Linked DNA regions of Anas platyrhynchos: region 2 is linked to region 1. Evidence: chromatin contacts called from public Hi-C data. All regions are on one chromosome and are shown on one strand. Each heading gives the region's core, a stretch centred on a gene start, on an enhancer-like site or on the middle of the called end of the contact. The rest is flanking DNA. Distances are from core to core; before and after follow the strand shown. Region 1 overlaps HID1 (HID1 domain containing). Region 2 holds the start of FADS6 (fatty acid desaturase 6).

Region 1 (3,667 bases), core at 804-3,303:
CTTGCTATCTCTCCAGGAAATCCCTTACTGTTTCCCTCCTAAAAGCATGACAGTTGCTTACCTCTAGGAAATGAGAGTGAGGTCCCTTAGCCTGCTGGGAGTTCTTAATTCTTCTTGCTCAAAAATTAATGTTTTGTTTTAAAACCACAAGTCAGGAGTGGTCATTCTGCTTACCTAATGGGAAACTAGCAAGTGGTGGATGACAGATCCTACAGCAGCCTTTGTGGGTGTGTTTTATATTTTATGTTAGATGACAGTTTCGTTCTGTTTCCTGCTACCTTAGAGATGATGGGAATTCTGGTCTTTTGGCTGTCCTACTGTAAGCCTGTTTCTCCTCAAGTGGAATGCCTCTGGCTCTCTTTGTGTGCTTTTTGTTGAAGATGGAGAAATGTTGAATCTTGACTAACAAACTTCTCTTCCAAAACAGGTGGTAATATATGGCTTAAAGTGTCCTATTATTTCTCACTTGTTTCAATGTCATTCTCTAAGCCAATTCTTGTCAACCTTCCCTCCTGGGAAGAATTTCGCTGATTTTCCTTACTGCATTGTGATGGATAAAAGAGTACAGAACTCTGCTCTTTCTTCCTTGTGCCATTGCTTGTAACAGGTGGGGGCATGGTTCTCTGAGCTTGCAGGGACTCCACAATCATGCTTCAAGTTTCCAGCGAGCTAGACTGCATTGGCAAAGTCTTCCTCCTCTACTCATTTTGTTGCTGTGATTCCCAGGGAACTCAAATTTGGTCTACGCCGTTATCCGCAAGCGGAACGTGTTTCACCAGCTGGCCAACTTACCCACGGACTCGCAGTCCATCCAGAAAGGTTTGCAGCGCAAGAAGAAAACTCCCGAGCCCATTTCTCGCACCAACTCCCAGGATGGAGCCTCCATGGAGGGGTCGCGTCCTGCTGCCCCTGCTGAACCGGGGACACTGAAGACGAGTTTGGTGGCTACTCCAGGTCAGCTTTAGTTTATCTTTGGAACAGGAGAGTGGTTTGTTTTCACTGTGAGGTACAGCGTGGACTCACCCTTTCACTGGGCGTGGGAGAGATTAAGAGTTTACGTCTGTGAATGACTTACTGCCTTGCAGTCTCAGCTTTAGATCAGTTTGCCCAAGCTGTGAGCAGGTCAAAGTAAAGTGAAGTCTCAGACCTAGTGTCTACATGACCTTTTGTCTCAATCTTGACTTCTTGACTCAGTTTAACTACATCCATGTGAGCTCTGTGTCTGTGTTGCAAGAAGGAGCATTTTCCAGAGACAAATGAACTCCTTTAAGGTGATGAGATCAAAGCTAGATCTCGCTGCTCCTATTGAAAGGAGAGCGCTTCAGATGTCAGCAGATGCTTAGTGTCTGTGCCTGGTAAGGCAGAGAAGAACATCCTGTTTTTAAGCTTCTAATTCACTGCTTCTGAGCTTTTTGTGTTTTGAACACAGGAATTGACAAGCTCACAGAGAAGTCACAGGTATCAGAGGATGGGACCATGCGTTCACTGGAGCCTGAGTCTTCACAACCTCCACCAGAGGGTAACCTGCCCTCAGCTGTGAGTGATGGGGAGCCCTGGAGTGGGGTAAGGACAGGCATTGGTGCGTAGGGAAGATCTAGAGCTTGTTGTGAAATGAACTAAAATGTGGGACTTCAGATAAAGAGGTCTAGTTGGCCCCCTGAAGAAAGGCATCACATTAGAAGCAATATGCATAGTGTTATTACATGAGCTGTGCTGCAAAACACCATTATTCATGAGTACTGTTGCATCACCTTGGTTGTTCCGTGTTCGTGCTAGTGCCACACGAGCTAGGACACTAGAGGAGCTTTCTCTAACTTGAAGCTCCTGACGGAGCAGTAAGTGTGTAAATGAAAAGGGATGCATTCCTGATTCAGAGGCTTTCAGCTCAGGTTCTGACTGCTGCTCCTCTTCTGTCTCTGTCCTTTCTGGAATGCAGAGCTCTGCCAGCATACTCTGGCTTGCTGCTGTTGTGAAAAGTGTGTTCCCGTGAGGGCTTGCTTGGGACGCTGCCTTCAGAGTGGCAGTTGTTCAGCCACGCAGATGAGACAGAGGCTTTGCGGTTTGTGAGTCAGGGCTGTGCTGCTCTTTTAGGCTCTGCTGGTGGTGTCAGCCTTCTGGCATCTACTGACTTTCCCCATCAAGAGCTATAAAATGGCTGCTTTCCAATTTCAGCGGAGCAGGAGTCTTCTGATGCTCGCCATTAACTCCTCAGATAGTGACCTTTCCAGTCTGCTTTCAAAACCCTCCCGGCTGTCTTGTAGGAAGCATCTTAGGAAGGCTGCCCTGCGCATTCTGTGCTTCTTCAGCAAGGCCACGTTTATGCACCTAGTGCTGCCTTGTGTTCTGCGTAAGCATTTACTGTCCCCTGAGCCATTTGCTTGCAGTGAGAACGCTGCATCCATCCACACAAGGGTGCGTGGCTGCCCCAGGGTGAAAGGCATTACTCTTTCCCAGTTTTTCCTCTCTTAATTTTCTGTGGAATGGCTTAATTCTTGACCAGCTCTCACCAGGTGTAAAGCCAACTGTGCAGGAGGTAACGAGTTGAGGTGAGGCGATGTATTTTATTGTGGGCTTCTATGGCTCGTGGAGATGTTACAAGAATCTTTAGGTCTGTTTTTCTCTTGACATGCTTTTGGCTGTGACAGTGCTGCAGAACTGAGGTACAAGTAGGGGATATTTGAAAGGACATCTCAATCTAGCAGAGCAGGCTGGAGACTCCTCTATTTTACCCTTCCATTCTGAACCTCTCTGTTGCTTCTGCTTGTGTGTGTGTGTGCACGTGGGGTGTTTAGTCTTGGACAGACATTGCCCGTTAGCCAGCTCTACCTGGCTGCAGCAGTGCTGCTTGCATGGCTGAACATTTGGCATGGGGCCAGAAGGCAGACAGGAGGTGAAGGGCAGTAAAGCACCGGGTGTGGGATTTGCTATGGGGATAATCATCACTGCAACTGCATTGTGCTTCAGGTCGCACGCACCAGTCTCCAGGGGTTGTGGTGTTTCAGGCTGTCTGAACATTGTCTTCTTTCTGGGCTCCATCCTGATTCCGACCTGCTGAGTTAAGATAAACTAAGAGACAAGGGATAAATGTTAGGATCCCCCACCCTTACGAGTGATTTATGTTCTTTCATTTATCTGTTGCAATGTTCTTCCCTTATCAGCCATAAACATTTCAAAAGTGTCTCGTGAAACGTTTAACACCCCTCACATTTCAGTGTAATTCCATCTCACATCTCCTAAATATGTCAGCTGGCTGCCAGCCCTCGGATGACAGCTGAAAGGGGGCAAGGGCTGTGGGAGACAGAGGAGGGAAGAGGAAGAGAGGGTAAGGTCATCTGAACGAGATCAAAGGGGTTTTGTTTTTATGAATTCTATTTTTAGAAACTTGATGGGGACAAGGCAATGAAGCTGAAATGTAAGGCTGTAACTGCCAGCATTGCAAAACAATATTGCTGCTTAGGCTTGGAGTAAACTGGAACAAACAGTGATCCTGAATAGCGTAGGATCAGTCTTACTTACCCTTCGTGGCCTTCCCTGGTGCCAGGTGTAGTCACAGTCAGCCAGAAGTCTTTAAGCACACAATTAATTATGTTGTCATTCAGCGAGATCTTTGCTGAGAACTTTTAGAATGGTTTTCTTCCTCTGGCAGCCTGTGAAGCGGAATCGTGGG
Region 2 (3,667 bases), core at 339-2,838, 53 kb after region 1:
CAACGCCCACCTCGGCTGCAGCTTCAAGCAAAACCAGAAGGAAACCGTCCCCCAGGGTCTAAACTTTGCCTTTCCTGCATTTTTCCCAACCCACTGCTTGTTCTCCCACGCAGACGTGGCCCCTGGTCCCAGGACCATGCACACGGGCACGCTCCCCCTGGCTGCGGTGGGATCCTCTTGACTCATTTGGGGCTTGGACACGAGGCTGAGCCGCTCTGCTGCCTCCTCCTCCTCCGTCTCCTCCTGCCCCATTGCCACAGAACCCGTTCTGCCCCGTCCTGAGCTTGTGCCTTGTGCAATCACCTGTGGCTGTGCCGAGCAGCAGCAGGACAAGCTCAGATTGGGGCTCATCACCTCGCTGCCACCACCCCTGGTGGTGTCACTGCAGGGGTCCCTCTGTTAATGAAGGCATCCCATAATGAGCAGACCCCGCAGTGTCCCCCAGCACCACCTTCGTGCGCTCGCCCCTGGCTCAGCACCACCCGTGGGTGCTCTCCTTTGCCCTGGGCTTCCCTCCTTAACGAGCTGGCGATGACAAACGAGCTGTGTATTGGAATTGCTGAACTTGGCCGCTGCAGCCAGGCCTTCAGCTTGCTGCGGCTCCAAATATTTCTCTTGATTAATGCCCGTGGCTCTGGAATTGATCCATCATAACACGAGCTGCTGGAATGGAAGAGAACACCCTGCAGCCGTGTAACACCCCCTCACTCTGCCCTTGGCAGCAGGTGCGATTTAATTTATTTGTTTTTTAATTTATTTATTTTTTAATTTATTTATTGCTTTTCCAGGGTGTGACGAGAGTCCCCTGGGGTTCAGGGACTGGCACAGTGCTGGGGTGAGGTTTGCCTCCCAGTCGCTGCAGGGATTTGCTGCTCCAGGAGGTCCTGAGCCCGTCCCGATTCGGGTCTGGGGATCCCCAGCATGGGGTGCAGCAAAAACCAGCCTGGCGTGTGGAGTTGCTGGGGGTCGGTGTTAGCTGAGGTTTGGTGAATCAGGTGAATCAGTGCCTTTTGGTTGAGCTGATTCAGGTTTGGGTTAGGAAAAGTAACCAAAAAAAAAAGGAGAAATCCGGTGCCTGGTGGGGAAGTGTTGCTTGTAGAGCCTTCTGCTATAAAGGCAGGGGACCCGAAAGCTCTCGGTCCTGTGCTGTTCCTGCTCGATTAACCAGGAGGCAGAGATGGTAACGAGAGGGAATTCTTACAAAAAAAAATCTTGCAAAACTCACAACAGCGTAGGAGAGGAGGCGCAAAGTGGGGCCAGGGCTCAGCCCCGCAGGTGCGCTCCCTCTTTCACCATCCCACAGCCTGCCCTTGGAGCTGTCCCAGGCGGGTTGGGCTGCACGGCTCCTGCCCTCCGGAGGAAATAAAACCCTACCCCAGCCCTACAACCCCTACCCCAGCCCTACAACCCCTATCCCAGCCCTACAACCCCTACCCCACATCCTCCTCCTGACCTCCTCGGGGCTGCTCCTGCCTCCCGGCTCCCCTCCCTCCAGCCTCCCCGCTGCCTCCCCATCCTTCCCCTCCCGTCTCGTTCCCTCCTCCCTCTCCCGGTGCCCTCGGTGCTCCCGAATAGGGGATCGGGGGCGGATTTCTGCGGCTGCTCATCTGCATCCGGCCTCCTCCTCTCCTCCCTTCCCCGAGCCGCCGCCGCCGCCCGGCACCGGGGCGCAGCGCGGGGGGGAGCCGTGAGTACGGGGCTGCGCCTCTGCTCCCCCGAGGGGCTTTTTGCTTTTCTTTCTTTTATTTATTTGTATTATTATCGTGGCTTTCTGCTCTTCCCCACCCCCCCCTCCCGCCCTTCCCGTGTCCTTCAGCCGGGGCTGCGGAGCCCGGCCTCGGCGCTGGAGGCTGGGGGTGAGGGGGGGGACGCGGAGGGGACGAGGCCACCGTCGAGGCTCTGAAGGCTTCGGGCTGGGCTCCAGGTGCTTTCCTGCCCCCTCCCGGGTGTTAATTCCTCGCCTCGGGTGCTGTCAGGGTGTGCGTTGCCTGTACTTGGCAGGGCGATGCCGCTGGGGGACGGGGAGGTGGCGAGGCGGAGGAGACAGCACAACAGCGGTGCCACCAGCCTCGGGGGGACACGGGGGGAGCCCCACGAGGATGGGACAGCTCCTGGTGGCAGCGGGATGGAGGTGACAGCAGAGGAACCCCAGCTGGGACCAGCCCTGGGTGATGGGGACGCGGCCGCCGGATGGGGAGAAGATGCTGGAGGGGGGCTGCAGCCGGCAGGGATGGAGCCGGAGCAGTTTGGGGTGCTGGGGGGCGAGGAGTCCCTCATGGCCGAGCTCTCGGAGCGGGTGCAGAAGGTGGTGAAGAGCAGCAGCTGGTGGGAGCGGCACGGCGTGGACGCCTCCATCCTCGCCTGCAGCCTCCTCGCGCTCCCAGCAGGTAGGAGCCCCCCCGAGCCTGGGGGTCCTGGGGGTGTGGGGGTCCCGCTGCCTCCTCGCTGCTGTTATGTCGGAGGTGTGTAGGGCAGGGGACTTTGCTGAAAGCCTATTAGCAGCTGTTAAGCTGTAACAAAGCTGCGATAAACCCTTTACCCTGTGTGGTGTGACGAGGTGGGATGTGGGGTTGGGGGTGCCTGAGGGTGCCCAGCAGCCGGGCAGGGAAATCCACGGGGTTGGGGTGAGGGTGCCCTGAGGGTGGTGGTGGGCGCAGAGGAGTGCTCAGTGTTACCTGTGGGTAGCAGGTCTGACCCACGAGATGCAGAGACCCATGGGTCTCGGGGGGAGTTTGTTTTCCTTCTCGTGCCTGTCCTGGGGTTTGGCTGGCTCATGCCCAAAGCTGGGTCTGGGTGCTGCAGGTTCCTGGCTGGACCTTACTGGGATGGGGCTGGGCGGGGTGCGCGCACCCCATGCCATTGGGGCTGGAAGTGGCCAAACCTGCAGCCTGGCTGCCAAGGGCGGCGTGGAGTCAGCAATACTGGCTCGGGCAGTTTAAATACCTGTAATTACGTCTGAAAAACAGGCCCAGGGCAGCCGTCAGCACATTTTGGAGCAGCAACGGGAGGAGGAAGGCGAGGAGTGCTGCAGCATGTGCTGGTGGCTGAGCCCTGGTCCCCGGGGGTTTCTCTGCAGGGTTCCTGTGCCTGCGCTCAGCCCGGGCTGTCCCGTTCCTGGCCGGGATCCTCATCCTCGGCGTGGTACATCACACCCTGTCCGTGAAGGGCAGCCACCTGGCCAGCCACAACGCCCTCAGCGAGTCCAAGTCATGGGGCAAAGTGTGGGCTGTCTTCTTCATCGAGGTGAGCGGGGTGCGGGAGGCAGATCCCGAAAGCCCCATCGGCACCGTACCGCTGAGCACCAGCACCGATTGCGGGGCTTTGCTGGAGGTAGTAGGGTGAACGGTGGGGATGGTTCCCAGTGCTTAGCTCTAAAAGTTCATTTCAGCCTGGTTTGGAGCCTGTGGGGTGAAAAGCATCACCCACGGTGCCCGATCCTTGTCCGTGTCTGCTGACATCGCCTCTCCTTTCTCCTCTCCCCCAGCTCTGCTCAGCTTTCACGGCTGAGCAAGCCACCTACAACCACGTGAAGCTCCACCACGGCTACACCAACGTCATCGGCCTGGGGGATTCCAGCACCTGGAAGCTCCCTTTCCTCAACCGCTACGTCTACATGTTCGTGGCACCTCTCGCCGTGCCCATCATAACGCCCCTGGTGGCCCTCGGT

Evidence for each region. Hi-C and Micro-C count contacts between places; a contact is called where the count stands out from the background.
Region 2: a Hi-C map of skeletal muscle shows a contact between it and region 1, with 4 times the contacts expected there. The contact joins the promoter of FADS6 here to the enhancer-like site in region 1. A contact is called at or near these places in 2 of 8 Hi-C or Micro-C datasets (liver and skeletal muscle).

Annotation. Positions count from the first base shown.
Region 1 is chr19:9,464,443-9,468,109 of IASCAAS_PekinDuck_T2T, forward strand. It overlaps HID1 (HID1 domain containing), which reads left to right. Exons shown (of 19, transcript XM_038165304.2): 14 at 727-954; 15 at 1,430-1,536. Among named protein-coding and RNA genes, the nearest start is that of OTOP3, 16 kb to the right of the region's middle. Within about 2 kb of position 2,054, at least 2 of the 8 cell types and tissues checked have an H3K27ac peak or open chromatin away from gene starts, as enhancers often do.
Region 2 is chr19:9,518,059-9,521,725 of IASCAAS_PekinDuck_T2T, forward strand. FADS6 (fatty acid desaturase 6) reads left to right here and starts at 1,589. Exons shown (of 6, transcript XM_072025635.1): 1 at 1,589-2,387; 2 at 3,077-3,243; 3 at 3,485-3,665. The coding sequence starts at 2,006.